Linked DNA regions of Mus musculus: region 2 is linked to region 1. A link is a contact called in public Hi-C data. All regions are on one chromosome and are shown on one strand. Each heading gives the region's core, a stretch centred on a gene start, on an enhancer-like site or on the middle of the called end of the contact. The rest is flanking DNA. Distances are from core to core; before and after follow the strand shown. Region 1 holds the start of Trabd2b (TraB domain containing 2B). Region 2 holds the start of Foxe3 (forkhead box E3).

The links. A called contact is a pair of places that touch in the nucleus more often than the background predicts.
Region 2: a Hi-C map of embryonic stem cells shows a contact between it and region 1, with 4 times the contacts expected there. The contact joins the promoter of Foxe3 here to the promoter of Trabd2b in region 1. A contact is called at or near these places in 19 of 39 promoter capture datasets (the 3T3-L1 cell line, 3T3-L1-derived adipocytes, the HPC-7 cell line and 12 more), 1 of 15 datasets of contacts at CTCF or cohesin (large pre-B cells), 18 of 484 Hi-C or Micro-C datasets (LSK cells, embryonic stem cells and nephron progenitors), 12 of 115 datasets of contacts at active chromatin or transcription factors (astrocytes, craniofacial prominence, embryonic forebrain and 6 more) and 1 of 9 other capture datasets (embryonic stem cells).

The regions. Positions count from the first base shown.
Region 1 is chr4:114,404,800-114,409,472 of GRCm38.p6, forward strand. Trabd2b (TraB domain containing 2B) reads left to right here and starts at 1,925. Exons shown (of 7, transcript NM_001085549.1): 1 at 1,925-2,120; 2 at 4,094-4,654. The coding sequence starts at 2,019.
Region 2 is chr4:114,923,843-114,928,159 of GRCm38.p6, forward strand. Foxe3 (forkhead box E3) reads right to left here and starts at 2,225. Exons shown (of 1, transcript NM_015758.3): 1 at 601-2,225. The coding sequence starts at 2,171. The coding sequence ends at 1,305.

The DNA.
Region 1 (4,673 bases), core at 675-3,174:
CCTCCTCCTCCTCCTCCTCCTCCTCCTCCTCCTCCTCCTTCTTCTTCTTCTTCTTCTTCTTCTTCTTCTTCTTCTTCTTCTTTTTTCAAGACAGGGTTTCACTGTATAGCCCTGGCTGTCCTGGAACTCACTTTGTAGACCAGGCTGCCCTCTGCCTCCTGAGTGCTGCTGGGATTAAAGGCATGCGCCACCACACCCGGCCACTTCACTCCCTTCTATTAGCTACTGCTGATTTAAAGATCTTAAAGATCATCTCCTAGGGCTTTGCCCTGACTCCAGGGCACCTCTGATATACCTCAAAGTGCCTACCCATAGCCTGTCCTGCTGACTGCTTATGCTCACTAGGCCTCGCAGATCTGCTCTGAGAAACTCACCCATATCCCCAAATTTGTCTCAGCCTGACTTCCACCTCTTAGCCTGAGGTCCATTGAGCCTGCCTCAGGAACCCTTCCTCTGCCTGCCTTTTCTTGGTCTTCTGCTATGATTGTATTTTAATTGTCTACTTGCATATCTCATCATGTCTGTCAGCTATAGACTTCTGATAATATCACACAATTTATCTTTAACCTCCAATATCAGGATAGAGTCTTAGCAAATCTTGTTTAACAACAGCGGTGTGTGTGTGTGTGTGTGTGTGTGTGTGTGTGTACACCCAGAGAAACAGACAGGAGAATGACTGACTGAATGGAGCTTCCAAGGAATTCTAATTGTTTTATGTTCTTTAGACATGTTTTAATTTAATGTAGTGGGTCTTTGCAGAGTGCCTAGGAACACATGTGGTGGTGTTAGGCACAGCAGCATGACAAAACGTTGTAAGCAAATACCACGTTTTCTGGATCTCCAGTGACCATCTCATTCTCCGATATACCTCGAAGTGCCTACACAAATCCTGTCCTGTTAACTGCTTACTCTCGCCAGGCCTCGCAGATGTGCTCTGAGAAACTGGCCCATGTTCCCAAATTTGTCTCAGCCTGACCATTGGACTTCCACCTTAACCCAAGGTCCACTGAGCCAGACGCCCTCTGGCGGTAGCGCTCAGGAGCTACATCCCGGCGCAGAGCTGGAGAGAGGAGAGGAAAGGAGAGGGAGGAGGGAGGAGGCGCAGGCAGGGGAGGAGAGGAAAAAGTTGCGCTGGGAAGTTTGGAAAGTTGGGAAGTGGCTGCTGCGGGCTTCGCCTCCCTCCGCGCGCGTGCGAGGGAACGAGCGAGAGAGCGAGCGCGGAGCCAGCGAGCGCCTGCCATGCCCGGCAGACCCCGCCTCGCCGCGCCCGGGCGCCGAGCTCGCTCCGACTCCCTGCGGCCCGGCCCGGCCCGGCCCGCCGCGGCCCCGGCCCCCCGCCTCCCGCGCCGGGTCCTCCCCTCCCCCGCCCGGCGGCCCCAGCCCCCCGCCCGGCCCGGCTCCGCGCCGCTCTCCCGCCCTCCTCTCTCCCTCCCTCCCGGCCGCGGAGCAGCATGGCGGAGCCCGGGCAGCGGCCGCGCGGCCGCCCGCCGCCCCTCTGAGCCGGGCTCGGGGGCAGCCCGGCACCTCAGAGCAGACCCCCGCCCCGCCGCGCCCTCTGCCGCACTTGTCCCACTGCGCGCCCCCTGGAGCGCCGCGCACCCCTGGGACCCTTGCGCGCCCCGGGTGCCCAGCATAACCCGAGTTCCCCCGCTCACCCTGGAATCTCAGGACTGCCCCAGGAGCCCCGCGTACCCCTGGACCCTGACGCGGCTCCGGGACCCCCACGCGCTCTAGGACCCCTGCGCGCTCTCAGAATTCCGGGGCTCGGCCAACCCGGCTGCGCGCCCTGGTGAGGGGCCCCGCCCCAGAGGATCCCCCTCTTCCAACAGACCGGAGCCCCGCCCCAGAGAGACCCCCAGGTCCGACAGGGACATCCAGCCACGCCCCAGCGGGCTCCCAGCATCTCGCGCCTGGAGCCCTGTGCTCCAGAAGATCCTCGGTGCCCAGCTGGGGGCTCCCCGCCCTGCTGAGGGGGCGCTGCCCAAGAGGGACCCCCGCGTCCCGCGGGCCCCGGCAGGATGCACGCCGCCCTGGCGGGGCCGCTGCTAGCCGCCCTCCTTGCCACCGCCCGCGCCCGTCCGCAACCCCCCGACGGAGGACAGTGCCGGCCGCCTGGATCGGTGAGCGAGCACCAGCCCTGCCACTCTCCCGCCTGCCTGGACACTCCAGCCTGAGGGGCCAGGGTTTGGGACCAGCCTTCTCCATTCAGCCCACTCGCTCCACCTCCGCCCTCTGGGCACAGCCTGGGCTCCCTTCCCTAGCATCTGTCCTCCCGGACTCCAAGTCTGAGCCCAGCCCAGATGGTTCCTTCTCCACTCGCGGACAGTTTCCCCTAGACTTTTGGTCTTGGTTGGATGGATCCCCTCTCTGTGTCCGCTTCTAACTCTCCTGTCTTTTATCCTACCTTTACCCTTTGGTTGCCTTCTTCTGACTTCATCTTCCCAACACCTAGTACCCTTTTCTACACCCTGACTTCCAACCCTTTTGCTGTTTCATTCACACAGTGCCCCAGGCCAGGCATCCCTCCCTCTCCTTGACCCTTTTTCTGACCTAAGGCTGGATCCTCCAACCCTGGTGCTCATTCTCACTCCTCTCCCTCTGTACCCCAGACCCTACCCAGTACCGATTGTCCCAAATGCCCCTGTTTCCTGAAAAGGGTAAGATATCATAGGAGAGAAACGGAAATGACAGGATGAACTTGCTTGTCTAATATTTTCCTAAGGGCACCAAGTAATTATTGCTTCTCCCAACTTTCCTCTCCAAACCCGGCATCTCTTGATATTTTTTCCTGCAATGCCCTTATCTTCAAATATAGATTAATGCGTTGGCAATCATCCTGAACTAGATGCCAGGAGACGAGAATACTGTTGCAGGATCTTCCTGTGCTACCCTATTAGCAGGGCATAGGTTGGCCTTGGGCAAGGTGCACAGCTAGCAGTCTGCCTTGTGCAAGAAACCAGCTGGATAGCTGGTAGGCACTGTCTATTGTGCATTCACATTTGTAAGGTTTGTTGGTAAACTATGGTTCTGTGTCCACCACCCACAATAAATACTTTTCATTTGTGCCAGAATCAGGGAGGAATATGTTATGAGTTGACCTAAAGTTTGTTAAGTGGTCAGTGGTCACTCCAGGGACTTTTCTAGATGGAAACTGACTTTGCTTGGGAGATAGTCCCCTACTCCTGTTTCTTTCCAAATCCTAATTGATACTGGAAAAAACAACCATAGTGTGTGCCTAGGTCACAGACAAAGACAGACTTGGAAATGGAGAGCTAGGCTCACCTTTTTGGTGGGGGGAGTTTAGAAAGCACCCAGAATATGTATGCTTCCTGGGGTTAATTCTATGAAATCCTCTCCTCCCACACCAGCAACTGAGACTTGCTTTGGCTTTGCAAGATTTTAAAACCCTTTCTCACCTATGGTCTCAGTGAGTGGAGCAAAGTAGCTAACACCCGTGACCTGCCCTCCAAGAAGAAAGCCTTACCCACCCGATGAACGGGAAGGAGCTGCTGAAATAGGTGTGCTATTTTTAATAGGTGTTCTGCTTTCAGAGTACTCTTGGCATGTGTCTTCTAATGGCTGTATTTAAAAGTTATATGACTTCCTCTTTTCTTGCCAGAGCAGGACTCTTGGTCCCCCCCCCCCCACCCTACACATGAAACACCCTGGTGAAGGTTTGGCTTGGCCAAGCATGAATGTTCTCAGGTGGTGTGGCAGCCCTTGGCTTTCACAGTGAAAGCTAGTCATAAAGAGAGCCTCCTTTCGTTGCCCACTTCCTCCGTGCCTGGCACCACTCTGAGGGCTTCAGATATGTATGTTCTGTTTTTCACTCCTACCAATAACTCCCATTCTCACCCCCATTTTGCAGAAGAGGAAACTGAGTCTGGGAAGTAGAATGATATACTACAAATTATCCAACTAAGAAAGGACAAAGCCAGCATTTGAATGTGGAACTTTTAGCTTGGAAAGCCCTTGCCAGCGGGCCTCTGCCTTCTGGCCCCATCTACCCCTGCAATCTCTCAGTGCCAACCCTGGCTCTGCCCTGCTGCCTTTGGCCTCACTGATCTGCCTCTCTTCTTCTCTCTCCATGTAGCAGAGGGACCTGAACTCCTTCCTGTGGACTATTCGGCGCCATCCTCCAGCCTACTTGTTTGGCACCATCCACGTTCCCTATACCCGAGTCTGGGACTTCATCCCTGATAATTCCAAAGCAGCCTTCCAGGCCAGCACTCACGTCTACTTTGAGTTGGATCTGACAGATCCCTATACCATCTCAGCCCTGGCCAGTTGCCAGCTGCTGCCCCATGGGGAGAACCTGCAGGACGTGCTGCCAAGGGAGCTCTACTGGCGCCTGAAGCGCCACCTGGACTATGTGAAGCTGATGATCCCCTCCTGGATGACGCCAGCACAGCGCGGCAAGGGGCTGTATGCTGACTACCTGTTCAATGCCATTGCTGGTAACTGGGAGCGCAAGAGGCCCGTGTGGGTGATGCTCATGGTGAACTCCCTCACGGAGACAGATGTGCGCTCCCGAGGTGTGCCTGTGCTGGACCTCTACCTGGCCCAGCAGGCTGAGAAGATGAAGAAGAGCACAGGGGCTGTGGAGCGGGTTGAGGAGCAGTGCCATCCTCTCAATGGGCTCAACTTCTCCCAGGTAAGAACCGACTTGCCAG
Region 2 (4,317 bases), core at 975-3,474, 520 kb after region 1:
TAATCTAGCAAGGGACACAAAATGAAGGCCAGACTGGAAAGTGGCCTGTGACTTAACCTCATCCCTTAGAGCAGGGAGCTTTATCTTTTAGGCTGAGCCCCCAGCTTGAGCCAATTGCTTCTCCTCCATCCGTGTGAGGATTCTGTTAAGATGCTGAGTCTGATGATTTAATAGGTCTGTGCTGGGGTCTGAAATCCTGCATTTCTAGCAAGGATCCAAGTGATAAGGTTCTGTGGACCTCATTTTGAGGAATGGACATTTCTCTTTGCTGAGAGGTGATGAGTGGATTAATGCTAATTAATGTACTTCCTTTTACTGTGGTACCAAGTACGAAAATGGTCTCAAGGGCCAGGCAACCTGCTTTCTAAATGCACTCAGCCACCCATACCCCATTTCATCTCTACCATCTATGAGATGCAGGTGGAAGATTTTGACCAGGCCTACTGTGTGGAATCACTCCTTGGTGCTACTTCAGGAGAATCTGCCTAATGACTTAGAAGGAGAGTCATCCCACATGGAATCCCAATGAGGCAAATGTCACCCACCATCTTTCCCAGCAACTCCCAAGTTCCCAGCCAACACAACAAACCCAGAAAAATGTTTCTTTGTTTTTGTTTTAATTAAACCAGCTTTGATTGAAAAATAACCATAAACAGATAAGTTCTGTGCTTTCCATGGGGTGGAGCAGCCACAGACTCCCATTAATTCCCCATTCAGTCAGGAGATCCTGGTGCCGAGTAACCTAGAAAATCTGAAGAACTGTTCAGAGCAGAGCCCTCAGGTGAGTCTTTGTCGGAGACAGGCTCGGTAAGAAAACAAGCACAGACTGTAAACCTAGGGCAGGGAACAAATTTGCCAAACTTATCGGTAAATGGAGGAAGATGGGGTAGAAGTAATGAACCCAGGAGTCTGACCTCTGATGTGTTGGCAAAACATCAGAGATGGAGGAGGTGCCTTGGAACGAAAAGTTTCCACAGACTGGAACTCACAGGGACATTTGGGGCTGGGGCTGGAGTTCCAAAGCACCGGATTTGGCAGTGCAAGGGTGCTTATGTGGGGAGCACAAGTAAAGGGAGGAAAGACCTCAAATTGGAGAGGGCGCTTCAGTCTGGTGGTGAGACAGCCAGGGTCTCCCCAGGGATGGAGGAGGGCAGGGAAGGCTTAGCCCCAAGCAAGGCTCGGGGACCCAGCGAATTGCGCCACGCTGCGGGCGGGCGGGTACGGGTACCACGGACAAGCTCGCACTGCTCCAGCGCAGGCCGGGGCAGAAGGCTCCACCAGGCGCTCCCGCAGCGGAAAGCGACTCACAGGTAGCGCTCCAGCCCCGGCGCGAAGCCCGGCTGTCTCAGGTAGGCTTCCCCGGCTCCGAGCGGCCCGAGCGCGCCGGCCGATCCCGCCAAGGCCAGGAGAGGCTGGGCGGGCAGCGGCGCGGGTAACCCCAGGCGCTCGGACGCTGGCGAGTAGAGCGGCGGCGAGGCTGCGGCGGCACAGGGCGGGAAGGCGGCGTCGGGCGCGGCGCAGCAAGGCGGCTCGGGCGCCACGGGTCCCGGCGGCTCAGGCTGCAAGCCCAACAGGCTGTCCAGGCGGAAGAGGCGCGCGGGCGGAGCGGACGCGGGTGCTGGCGGGGGCGGGAAGGGCGCATAGGGGAAGGGCGGCGGCGGCGGCGGCGGTGCGGGCAGCTCAGCGCGCTTGAAGCGCTTGCGGCGCCGCAGGAAGCTACCGTTGTCGAACATGTCAGCGGCCGCGGGATCGAGCGTCCAGTAGTTGCCCTTGCCCGGATTGCCCGGCTCGCGCGGCACCTTGACGAAACAGTCGTTGAGGGTGAGGTTGTGGCGGATGCTGTTCTGCCACTTGCGCGGGCTGTCGCGGTAGAAGGCGAAGCGCTCGGTGATGAAGCGGTAGATGGCTGCCAGCGTTAGACGGCGGCCGGGAGCGTGCGCCAGGGCCATGGCAATGAGCGCGATGTATGAGTAGGGCGGCTTCCCACGCTGTAGTGGCCGCCGCCGTCGCTTCCCCGGGCCAGGCACGGCCGTGGGCTCGGCGTCCCCACCGCCCACCACTTCCTCCGGTTCGCGCCCCGGTTCGGCTCCCGCCAGCGTCGGCAGCTGCGGCCCGGACGGCGTGAGCGAGGGCAAGGCCGGGAAGCCCGAGAAAGCGACTTGCGCATCCATGTGCGGGGGGTGGGGGTGGGGGTCCTAGGGATGCGGAGTCCCTGCTCGCGCCCCGGAGAGCGGGGGTCGCAGGTTCGCCTTATATGGACACACACACTCCCACCTCCCGAGGAGAGGGCCCTGACCTGCCCTCTAATTTGCTTTCCCAGCCCCCTTCCCGGGCTGGCAGCCCACCTCTGTTTCTCCCCCTCCCTTGGTCTAGTCCCTCTGGGTCAATTTTTTTCAGACCCTCCCTCATCCCTGAGTCAGTCTCTGGGCCCCATCCCCATCCCGTGGTATTTGGTAGTACTGCTCCCATTACCCCCGCCCCTTTGGGTCAACCCCAATTACAAACACACCCATTCAGCACACTCTACTGCCCTCTCCCCATTTTGTGCCTTGTAGAGGTCAGATCCCCCTTAGCCTTCCCCATGCTTCTAGTTCCCGCTCCAGCAGTCTTTGCTAGCCTCAGGCATCCTATGTAGCTGGTCAGGGAGGCATCAGGCTCCTTTGGACAGCAGAGAACCAGAGTGAAGATGATGGAAGACAGCAAGACAGCGCAGAACCAGGCTGCCTTTGTTGCAGGGGAAAATGTTTAGAAGCCCTAACTCCTTTCCCTGCTGCACCCCCTTCATCCTTATCCATCCCTGACTCCAGGGAAACTTGTTTCAAACATACATAACTCCACCTCTCCCCCCCAAAAGGCGCATACCCCCCCCCACATGCTTCCACTGAAGGCAGGGCTGAGCGAACTGCTTTCTGATGTAGCATTATCAGTGGGTAGAGAGAGGGGAGAGTTTTTGTTAAAATGCCCCACCAGCACACAGAGAGAGCCAAAGGCGGAGAAGCCTTGTTCTTAAAGCAGGCAGACTGACAAGATCAAGGGAAGTAGAGGCAGAGCAAGGAGCACAGAGACAAGAGAAGGTCTTACTGTGACAAGTCCCAGAGGCACTTACTGCCAAGGTCTTGTGAGTACAGCCAGCCCTTGAGAAAATTTGGGCACCCATCAGACTCCATCTCTGATGAAGCATATCTTATCCCTTACCTCGAGAGGAGAGGGCTCGGACCTGCCCTCTAATTTGCTAGTCTAGTGCAGATGCCCAAAGCTAGATTCAGGTGGCCTGTAGCCAAGGATGCAAAATCCAAATTCAAGCATGGGGCTCAAAGACTCCCCTCCTGTACACAGCTGATAACAAATCACAGCTACCACTGTTTAGCATTTTGTATTTGGTAAATACTTATAGTATTTCACTGGCATTTAAGCTCCACTGGGCGGTAGTACTATCCCCGTTTCTTGGCTGAGGGAACAGGTGCTCTGAGAGGTAAAGTAGTATACCTCGACTCCCACAAGGTACACTAATAGTGGCAGAGCAGAAATGAAACCCTGTGGTCAGAGCACTACCCATCACTGCTCTTCTAATGCCTTTCCTTACAATGGAAGCTTTAGTCCAGCATAGTGGCATGCATGTGTGGTCCCTGCACTGGAGAGACTGAGGCCACTTATAGGCTAGGCTAGGCTAGGTTAGGCTAGGCTAGGCTATGTAGTGGTACTCCATATCAAAAATAAATAAAAGGGGCTTGATGGCTTGATAAATGGGGAAGATGGCTTGATGAGTCAAGTTCTTTTTTTTTTTAATGAGTTAAGTTCTTGACATGCAAGTGTGAAGTCAGAACTTCAGAACCAACATGAAATTGGACTCAGCAGTGTATCAGTAGTCCCGGTACCCGGGTGACAAGACAGGAGGCAGAGACAAGGGAATCCCCAGAAACTTGTGGGGAGTTGTCCTACTGTAGGCAGCTGTGAACAAGAGACCCTGTCTCAAAGGTGAGGACTGACACTCAAGATTGTCCTCTGACCTCCACACATGGGCACTTCCAAATGCATGCATACCCCTACACACCATTTGTATAACATGCACACAAAGGAGAGATAAGACTTCATAAATGAATTACAGTAGAATTCCTCCAGTTTGCCCCACTTCAGCTGCCAAAGTTACTTCCCGGTCTCTCTCCTGACCTCCCGGTCAACTGATGGAGATGCCCATTGGGCATCACCTCACAACGTCTCAAAGCTCCCTCCCCAGCCTCAGCCTGCTCGGTTACCAACCTTCCCAGTCTCAGTAAGTACCATCCCTTCTTTGAATGAGTCCCTATACCAGGCCACTGC